3 separate regions of the Hordeum vulgare genome follow, and regions 2 and 3 are each linked to region 1. Evidence: chromatin contacts called from public Hi-C data. All regions are on one chromosome and are shown on one strand. Each heading gives the region's core, a stretch centred on a gene start, on an enhancer-like site or on the middle of the called end of the contact. The rest is flanking DNA. Distances are from core to core; before and after follow the strand shown.

Region 1 (3,183 bases), core at 580-3,079:
GGGGGGGGGGGTGTTGGAACGCACCTAGTGCACAACGGTCAGCACCCAATGGATAACTCACACACCCGGTCCTTTGGCATGCACTACCAGCAGCTCCTAGTCCATCGCCACTCACGCGACGTGCGCCTCACTCATGCATGCACGGCACAGCTCGTCGCTGTAAAGGCCCGCTTGTATAGCGCTCTCTCTCTCTCTGATTGCATGTATATATATGTAACTGTATCAAACGCAATACAAGCAGTGTGAAACATTCTCTCAGTTGAGGCGTGCCTCTCGAACAGGAAAAAATAACATATTTTTTTGTGAGTGTTATGGTTTTATTTCACGAGAGGCACGGTTTTGTCTTCGTGAGAGACACGACCGTGCCTCTCGGAAAAGAAAAAATTACAGAGAAAAAATGTATTTTCTAATTTTTTTTCCCTATCGCAAGAGAGGTGGTTTTTTTTGTTCGGTTTTTTTGTGAAACAAATTCATCAAAATCTATCAACATGGGATCTAGTTTTTAAGATCTCAATACGAGAAATACAACGGTGAAAACAGTTCAAGATATAAACGCACGGTTTAGGAAATAAAGTGATTTAAAAATACAAATCTATAGAAAAAGGAAAAACTTTCTGCTTGCGATAAGTGATAGACATGCAATGAACCATTTGCCGTAACTTACAAAGGCGAAAGTGATTTAAAAAAAATTCGTAATTAATGATTTCGGTCAGGGCCGGTGCTTAGGCTTAGTCGATGTACAGCAAATGGGCGTGGCAGGCTGGCCTCTTGGCCATCGGAAAGTCACGGGAGACGGAAGCCACGGAACCGGTGAATCCAGTGGCTTGCACGTGCGAACAACGTGAGCAAGCAACGCAGCGCTCATGAGCCGTACACGCGCAGCGTCTGCCCCACGTTCCGACCCTTGTGCGGTTGTGCCCCTGCGTGCATTGCCCGTGTAACGCCAAACGCACCCTGACAATCCAAAAGCTGTAGATCACACAACGAAAATACATGCCTTCCCAAAATGCCCTCTCAGATGTATAACCAGTGTACTGTATAGTGCACCTGGGATGCATCTGTTTGGTTCCATGCATTATTTTTTCCTTTGCATTCCATTAAAGGGGTTAAATAGAAATTTTCATTTCGATCGGGGGTGACCTAATATTTTCCATCAAGTTTCGGTGAACGCGCGCGAATTGACGCCATCTCCTGTTCGCATGAGCTTGACGCCCCATTTCTCCTTTCTACTTCCTCCGTACTTAAATATAAGTTTTTAAAGATATTTTATTAGATGTCTACATATGAATCAAAATAAATAAATCTATACTTTAAAATATGTTTATATACATCCGTATATAGTTTATTAATGAAATCTTTAGAAAGATTTATATTTAAAAATAGAGGGAGTAGTTTTTACACGTCGCGAGTCTTGCTAAGAGAAAACAGTCGCTTTTCGATCGCCTGCCTGAAGGATGTTTTAAATTTTACATGATGCATCAGACTAAACAATGAACACAGGCTATGAAACGGTCAAAATTTATGTACACCAGACATGACTGAGTCTAGTACAGAAAACCAAACATACCACTAGTGGAGTACTCGTTCCGTTTTTAAATATAAATCTTTTTGAAAATTTCAATATAAACTACATACAGACGTATATAAACATATTTTAAAATTTAAATTCACGCACCTGACTCCATATGTAATGTTTAAAAAAACTTAAAAGAGGAGGTAGATCACAGCGAGGTTGGGGGCATTTTGGTGAACTCCGTCCGAAAAGGTAAGCGCACCGTCGTCGACAGTGTATCCACATCCACGCCATCCCCGTCGCTGCGAGAAAAAACCATGTCCAGAAAAGCACACAACGTTGGCTGGAGGCGGCGGCAGGGCGAATCTCTTCAGTATGAGATAAACCAACGCTTATCACCATCCCTTTCCCCCACTCTCCAGCCTCCACCCTTCCGACGAAACCCCCGCCCCTCTCCCCAAGCCAAAGCCCTAGCCAACGGGCTAGCGAGCCAGCCAGGACCTCCCTCCGTAGATCTCTGCTCTCCGGGCGTGCTCGCGGCGCCGATCCGGCGATGACGACCACGGCGAAGCTCGGGGAGCTAATGTGGGAGCACCGGCTGCGCGCGGCGGCGGCGGTGGCGTTCCTCGCCGTCGCCGTGGTGTCGATCTCCGCCGTCGGGCCCAGGCTCGGCGCCGTGGTCTCCTTCTTCTGGCCGCTGCTCGTCTCCACGGGCTTCTTCCTCGTGGCCATCACCGTGCTGCTCCGGATCTCGCCGCCGCCCGGCGGCGCCGACGAGTCCGGCAAGGAGATCATCGACTTCGTCGCCGGATGCCGCCCCGAGCACCTCCTCCCGGAGGCGTCCGCCACCGTGGAGGTGCCGCCGGAGCCGGAGATCTGAAGAGCCGAGCAGGAGGTACGCGCGCGCGGCCGCGAGATGACCTTGTTCGCTGGGGGAGAGGCGTGGGGGTAACCTGTATGGGCCTACCGGGCGCCGGGCGTTCCCCGGCGTGCGGTGGTGCAGCCGCGGCTAGCGTAGGATCCTCCCGTCTCCGTCTCCGTCTCCGTGGTGTGGTGTGTACAATAGTAGTACCATTCAATAAAGATGTTATAAATTCGCTCTGTGGGCGCACATTGTTGGAGTACCAGGTACCGATGGTGTCCCATTGTTCTTCCGTTTTCAGGTGGAGCCTTCAACTCTCGATGCTTTGATTTGATGCCGCCACGAAAGCGAGAGATCAGAGCTTGAAGACCCGAGGTCAAGGCCTTGAGCGGCTGAACCTCGAATTTCTTCTGGGGAATCTACGTCGCCACTTTGTTGTTAAAACGCTCGCAGTTCGTGTTTTTGTGTTTGAAAAAGACCTCGGTAGGCGATGGTGTAGGGGACAATAAACCTCATTTCAAAACCGACCATCGTTGATGTTTCTTGGGAACGCTGTAAAGCCAAAAATGCGATAATAGATTGATCGCTAATAGGATCCATCCTTTCGGCGTGGCAAGTGATGGACTCTTGTGCAGGACTCATCATCCTTTCGGCGCACAGTAGTATCACCAACGTAGAAAAGTCCCATGGACGTCCCGGTCATTTTTCTCGTACAAGAACCAAGTGCGAACCCGGCGATCACGCAGCTGGAAAAAGGATCAGCTGGACGTACGCCCTCCAGTATCCCGTCGATGTCACCGTAGGACCC
Region 2 (3,531 bases), core at 373-2,872, 160 kb before region 1:
TTTCCTAATCTAGTGTTGCCCACATTTTTCTCTTGTTTATCTTTTATTCTTTCTTTTTCACATGATTGTGTTGTTTGCCCCAGCATGAAACTTGTGGTGTATCGAATGGTCGCTATATTAATATAGCGGGGTGAAAGCCTATTTAGAGTAAACCTTTCATCACAGCTATTCTAGTTTCACTAATCACTCCGGTGTGTGGTTCAGGTGCATCGTAATAAGATTTTGTTTAGCAATGCATATCATAAAGAAAAAGGGAAACGATTATAGTCGGTGCACCGGCCGAACGCTCTGGCCGATCGCTTGCAACCCGCGCGATCCTTCTGATCTGGCGGCCCCTGCGCTACCGCCCCTCCACAGATGCCGCCAGCATCACCTATGCCGGCCCCCGTTGACCGCCGGCATCACCGGTGCCCGCCCCCGTCGGCCGCCCTTCCGTCGGTTCCACCCTTCGCCTGTCGTCCTCGTCGCCTGCTCCCATGGCCGGGCTCGCGCGTATACAAGTGTTGCAACCGTCATCTAAAAAGCTTCAAACGTTGTTGAAAAAAGCTTCAACAATAGACAAAGAAAGCTTCAATCGACTCTATCCAGCAAGGAAAGGTGCAATCGTAATTGCATTTTGTTATTACTCGCGAACTTTTTTGCTACACCCGTCAAAGCGGTGTTGCGACATCACGACGACGACAACGATGATTTTGCTGCATCCGTGATTAAAATTTCCTACATCGCTGCTTGTTTTTTGTATCATCAATGATTTTTGTTGCATGGCTCGATATGATGGTCAACATGATTCGGCCGACGCTCCGACGCGCGCAGATCAGTGAAATGTGAAATCGCTTCTTAGGCTCAGGTTTTCACATTGCAAAACTGATACACTATACAGTAGCATAGATATTCTATTGACCGATCAAATCTGAAACTTACTACTAGATGAAATGAAAGGGAGAGCACCGCAGGTGGAGGCGTGGAGCATTGATGGACGTAGAAGTTGACAATACACCCTGTCGGTCAAAACTAATAAATGGCTCGTGTATACGTACATACGATACTACATACGCCCGTAGGAGTTCTTTCATTCACACCACCGACGCGCACGGCACACCCCGCCCCACGTGAGTTTGGCGGAGAAGATTCCGAACGACCTAACTTTCAACGGGCTTTTTCTTTTTCTTTTTCTTTTTCTTTAAAACCACACTGGAAAGAAATCAAATATACACTGTGCACTCCAGCTGCACCGACACCACCGCTACCACTCCAAAAGGTTGGTTACCATTGCCGTCACAGTAAGTTTAAGTTAGGCGAAAGTAAGCATTGACCAGATCCGCGCACGCCACGCCACGCACAGAGTAGTCGGCCGTTTGGTAAACACGAGGAGACGGGACGACGCGCCGAACGAACGGATCGTCAACATCCGGCCGTTGGCTCCGGATCGGACGGCCCGCCGCTCGCGGTTGACCGCGCCGAGCCAGCCGCTCCTTTCTCCCGCCAGCACTCCAGCGCCGCGATCCCGATCCGTCTTTCACGGCGCGCCACCGTCTGCTCACTGAACACTTCCACACCGCCGCCCGGACGCGTGGAGATCTGCGCAGGAAGCCCGCGCCGCGGCTTATATAACGGCGCCTCCTCCTCCACATTCTCAGCGCCCATCACACCCCCTGCAGAGCCAGAAGCCACACACGCCTTCCTCCTCCTCCTCTGCTCGCATCTGGGATCAGGGAGGAGAGATCCGAGGCTTTTGGCCGGCCGGGGACGATGGCGCCGCTGCTCAAGGACGAGCTGGACATCGTCATCCCGACGATCCGGAACCTGGACTTCCTCGAGATGTGGCGGCCCTTCTTCCAGCCGTACCACCTCATCATCGTGCAGGACGGCGACCCCACGAGGACCGTCATGGTGCCTGAGGGCTTCGACTACGAGCTCTACAACCGCAACGACATCAACCGCATCCTCGGCCCCAAGGCCTCCTGCATCTCCTTCAAGGACTCCGCCTGCCGCTGCTTCGGCTACATGGTCTCCAAGAAGAAGTACGTCTACACCATCGACGACGACTGCTTCGTGAGTGCCACCACCACCAGATCCATCTCTTTCTTTTTCACTTCCGTTGTCATATCATATCAACTCTTCTTGGCCGGAGTTGACTGGTCTCCTGTCCTGCGGTGGCATTGCAGGTCGCCAAGGACCCCACGGGGAAGGACATCGACGCGCTGGCCAAGCACATCCAGAACCTGCTCTGCCCGTCCACGCCGCTCTTCTTCAACACCTTGTACGACCCATACCAGGAGGGCGCCGACTTCGTGCGCGGCTACCCGTTCAGCCTCCGGGAGGGCGTGCCCACCGCCGTATCGCACGGCCTCTGGCTCAACATCCCCGACTACGACGCCCCCACGCAGCTGGTCAAGCCGCGGGAGCGCAACGGCAGGTACGTCGACGCCGTCATGACCATCCCCAAGGGATCCCTCTTCCCCATGTGCGGCATGAACCTCGCCTTCGACCGCGAGCTCATCGGCCCGGCCATGTACTTCGGCCTCATGGGCGACGGCCAGCCCATCGGACGCTACGACGACATGTGGGCCGGCTGGTGTGTTAAGGTAACCACACAAACACTGAAACACATCGTCTCTGATTTCTACTTTACCACTCAAGTGCCAGTACATTTCCTTTTACTGAAGAACTTGTCTGAATGTGTGTGCAGGTGATCTGCGACCACCTTGGGCTCGGAGTCAAGACGGGGCTGCCCTACATCTGGCACAGCAAGGCCAGCAACCCGTTCGTGAACCTGAAGAAGGAGTACAAGGGAATCTTCTGGCAGGAGGACATCATCCCCTTCTTCCAGGCCGCGAAGCTGACCAAGGAGTGCGACACCGTGCAGAAGTGCTACATCTCGCTCTCGCAGCAGGTCAAGGAGAAGCTCGGCAAGATCGACCCATACTTCGTCAAGCTCGCCGACGCCATGGTCACCTGGATCGAGGCCTGGGACATGCTCAACTCCAAGGACTCCAAGGAGGCCGACGCCAACGGCAGCAAGCCAAAGGGGAAGTAGATCGAGGGAGAGAACCTTTTTTGCATTAGCATACTGAGCAGGCGGTGGGGCGGCGTATACCGGTAGCGAGCGTGCTTCGTCAGTTCGTAGGTTCAGTGCGTGCATCAGGTATCCAGGTTCAGGCTGTTGTGTACTACAAAACATTAGCTGCCGTTCTATCTTACGTTTACGTTAAGGGTCGCGTTAATTTTCCCCTTCTTTAATTTCATTATTATCAAACCATGACGTTGTTTTATCAAGGTTTAGTACTCCTACGGTTATACTTGTGGCTGCTAATGTTTCCGTGTAATCTTGTGTACACTGAAATGTGAGAATAAAAGGTTGTTGAATAAACATTGCAACTGTCCGTGTGTATAGTAGTACTGTACTCCTTCTGTCTGAATTTATTGGACCGGAAAGTCACCCATCAATGTACGTGTTTCTTCCGCTGCATTGATTACCTCAAGAGACTGCGTCCATCTTCTCACTCTGTCGGTCACGCAGACAATAGATGC
Region 3 (3,431 bases), core at 98-2,597, 210 kb after region 1:
AATTTCTCCATCGTTCCGCCGCTGCAGCGCTTCCGAGATCGGGAGCGTTAAGAGACCTCTTCCCGGCACCTTGCCGGAGGGAGGATTGACCTCCGGGAACTTCTCCACCGCCATGGACGCTTCCCGGACGTGCCGTGAGTAGGATTCTACAGGCGGCTTCTTCCGACACGCGGAGACGAATTCCGATGAGTTCCAGGTAGATTCCGGTCAGTTCTGCGGCGACGCGTTTGCTCCGACGAGGTTTGACCACTTTACGGGTTGAACTGTATACCACCGGTACTCAAAATGCATCTCCGCATGTCTATCTCGCCCTGAGTAAAATATTTGGTAGGACATATCCTAAAACTTGTCACCATATCCATTTTTGGATTATTTTCTTCGGGGTTAATCTAACCTTCTTTCCATGCATTTCTTAGATATAGCAATCACAGAAGAAAACAAAATCACTAATCAAGGAGCACCTTTTTCAAAGATCACTTTCATCTTTTCAGGTTGCGACAAGTGACGCACTATATGTGTGTTAATTATCGCAACCTGAGAGTTTTCCCTTTTTACTTAGATCCGTATTTTCAAAATGTTTTATCTTTTAAACGTGCGTTCAAATCTTGAACCGTTTTCATTTTTGGATTTTCTCGCGTCGAGATCTTCAAAACTAGATTCCATGTTCATAGGTTTTGACGAACTTTTTTTATGAAAAAAACAAACGAAAAATACCATGCCTCTCACGAAAAAAAGAAAACACATTTTTGTCGTTTTCGAGAGACACAATCATCCCTCTTGCCGAAACAAAACTGCGCCTCTTATGAAAGAAAAATAAATAAAAACATGTTTTTTTGCTTTTCCGAGAGGCACGGTTGTGCCTCTTGCGAAAGCAAATCCATGGCTCTCGCGAAGGAATAAGAAAACAAAAAATAATATTTTTTGTTTTCGGAAGACACAGACGTGCCTCTCGCAGAAGCAAATACGTGCCTCTGATGCAAGAAAGACCATGCTTTTAAAAAACATGTTTTTAGAAAAACCTTTAAAAATATCAACCTAAAAAGCTGAAAACATGTAAAAATATTAAAAAAATAAAATTTGAAAGAATAAGGATGATTGAAAACGCGTCAAAAGACAGCGCGTGAAAATGATAGCTGAAAAGCTTTGAAAGAAGTACTCGGCAACTAGTTGCTCTCAAAAAACAAAATCTTTCAAAAAGGCTGAACACGAAATTAAAGTGGGCCGCCTTCTGGCCCGCATGCCTGTGGCTTGCCCCGTCCAAAACAAAGCGCATCGTGCACGCATATGCCACTCTCTCCGGAGCCCTGAGAAATTGCTAGCCTCTGACAAGTGGGGTCAGCTTGCAACAGCCAGTCCCCCGAGACCCCGACTCTTCCACCTCCTTCGTCCACCGCCTCGCCGCCGCCTCCTTCCTCCCCCCTCCCCCCTCCTCGGGCTCGGGCGCCCCAGTCAGCCCCCTCTCTCCTTAAACCCTCGGCGCGAGCCAAACCAAACCCCGTCGAACCCTCCCACATTCCTTGCCCCTCCCGCAAGCCGCGCCATGTCCCGCATCGCGAGGTCGCGCCTCGCCCTCACGCTCAGGACCTCCGCCGCCCCCTTCTCCACCTTTTCACCCGCCGCCGCCGCGTCCTCCGCCTCGAAGGAGGCGGCTGCCGCTGCCGACGCATCCCTCGCTCCCAAGGATGCGGCGGCTGCCGCCTCCGTGTCCTCTTCCGCCGCTGGCGATCCCTCCCCGGCGCCGCCTTCGGGGGCCCGCAGTGCGTTCGGCCTGCTCAAGACCGGTATCCTCACCGCCGTCACCGCCGCGTTCGGCGCCACTGGCTATGTCACATACGGTGCGATCTCCGATCCGTGTTCCTCCGCGGGATCGCTCGGTTTGGTCTGGTGTCGCGCGTGTGATTCGTGTTTTCGTCTCTGTAGCTTATTCTCTGGATGAAGTGGACCACATGACGCGGGACTTCCGGAAGAACTCGAAGATTCCAATCAGCGAGGACTTGTCCGGCTTTGAGGTAACATATCGTGTTTTTGGGTGCTTGTGTTGTTTTATCCTGTTATAAACATGAGGCAGCAACATTTGGATGATTTTAGGAAATGTGATCTGATGAGGTGTGCACTAAACTTATAGCATATCATGCATGGTAGTAGTATTTTTTGTTGTTGTGATTTGCATCATCTCCTATGTTGTAGCTTACACTTTCTGGAATAAAATATTTGGTCGTTAATTTTGAGTAGCAAGGAATGGGCATGTATTAAAAGGATGTGAAAATCTTTTGGTCTGGAGCATGATGTTCTATGGGAGGCTTGCATTGAGGGGTTTGGGAAAACCTGAAGTAGAGTACAACAATAACTTTCTCCACTGGATACCAACCGTCAATTGTGTCTGACAATAATGGTTTTTCATGTGTGCAGAAGTTTAAGGCTATGGCTTATTCAGAAACTATGAAAGGTAGGGACTACTGCACACTCATTCCTTGTCTTTACTGTTATCTCTTGGATGCGGATTGCCAAATATCGTGCAGACATTTTCTTCATCCACCTAATGAGCGACTCACTATCCTGTTATGATTGCTTAGTACTACATAAACTGGCAGCTTCCAGGCAACCTTGGATAATTTTTCTCACACACCAGTGAATAACCAAGTCTCTTCACTTTTAAGTACTCCCTCCGTCCGAGCGTGTCAAAAACGCTCTTATATTATGGGACGGAGGGAGTAGTATACAGTGGCCAGGGAACGCGTTTCTTTATTAACAGGAGCTTGCGTATCATTAGACTGCATGTATCAAATTATATATTTTTTAAATATACTGCGATCAATTTGTATGAAGAGCGGGTGTCATTGGTACTAAAATTGTTGGCTATAATCTATTCAACCTGGCTGTAAATCATTGCATGATAATGTTTGTATATGTATATTCTAGATTGCTCTACAAATGCACATCACAGGGAAGGAGCATGAGATGAGCTTATTGATTAACCTGAGCAGCTAGATACGCTCTTCAGTTAACATCTGTTACTACATTATTTGTTAACTGTCTGCTTATGTTCCTTATCGGTTGAGTCATTCGTTCTTTTTGCCTGCTCAGTATAAACTGTATGTTCTGTTCTGCAGTTCCTGCTTCTGCTATTGACCTCTACTTGGATGTCAGGAGCCAAATTGAAGATCAAATTCAGGCTAGTAAAAAAGATGGACCTTTTGCTATTGGTGATCCATTTTTTATATTGTGAACTATCCATTCTTTATGATACTAACAATTATATGCACTGCAGGGATTTGTTGAACCATCATCAGAAAAACTCCTTCCAGATCTACCTCCTCAAGAACAGCATGTCTTTACCATAGTTCTGGATCTGAACGAGACTCTTGTATACTCAGATTGGAAGGTGAACTTGTGTTTCCTATGAAGTTTAGAATCTTGTTGTTTGTTATGCC

What was found. Hi-C and Micro-C count contacts between places; a contact is called where the count stands out from the background.
Region 2: a Hi-C map of leaf shows a contact between it and region 1, with 4 times the contacts expected there. The contact joins the promoter of LOC123444476 here to the promoter of LOC123440283 in region 1. A contact is called at or near these places in 3 of 6 Hi-C or Micro-C datasets (leaf and seedling) and 1 of 1 datasets of contacts at active chromatin or transcription factors (embryo).
Region 3: a Hi-C map of leaf shows a contact between it and region 1, with 6 times the contacts expected there. The contact joins the promoter of LOC123444475 here to the promoter of LOC123440283 in region 1. A contact is called at or near these places in 1 of 6 Hi-C or Micro-C datasets (leaf) and 1 of 1 datasets of contacts at active chromatin or transcription factors (embryo).

Annotation. Positions count from the first base shown.
Region 1 is chr3H:497,825,494-497,828,676 of MorexV3_pseudomolecules_assembly, reverse strand. LOC123440283 reads left to right here and starts at 1,829. Exons shown (of 1, transcript XM_045116861.1): 1 at 1,829-2,614. The coding sequence starts at 2,067. The coding sequence ends at 2,393.
Region 2 is chr3H:497,986,497-497,990,027 of MorexV3_pseudomolecules_assembly, reverse strand. LOC123444476 (UDP-arabinopyranose mutase 1-like) reads left to right here and starts at 1,622. Exons shown (of 3, transcript XM_045121196.1): 1 at 1,622-2,052; 2 at 2,166-2,585; 3 at 2,690-3,370. The coding sequence starts at 1,750. The coding sequence ends at 3,037.
Region 3 is chr3H:497,614,150-497,617,580 of MorexV3_pseudomolecules_assembly, reverse strand. It overlaps LOC123444475 (mitochondrial import inner membrane translocase subunit TIM50-like), which reads left to right and starts at 1,347. Exons shown (of 11, transcript XM_045121195.1): 1 at 1,347-1,835; 2 at 1,921-2,009; 3 at 2,410-2,446; 4 at 3,111-3,172; 5 at 3,269-3,382. The coding sequence starts at 1,541.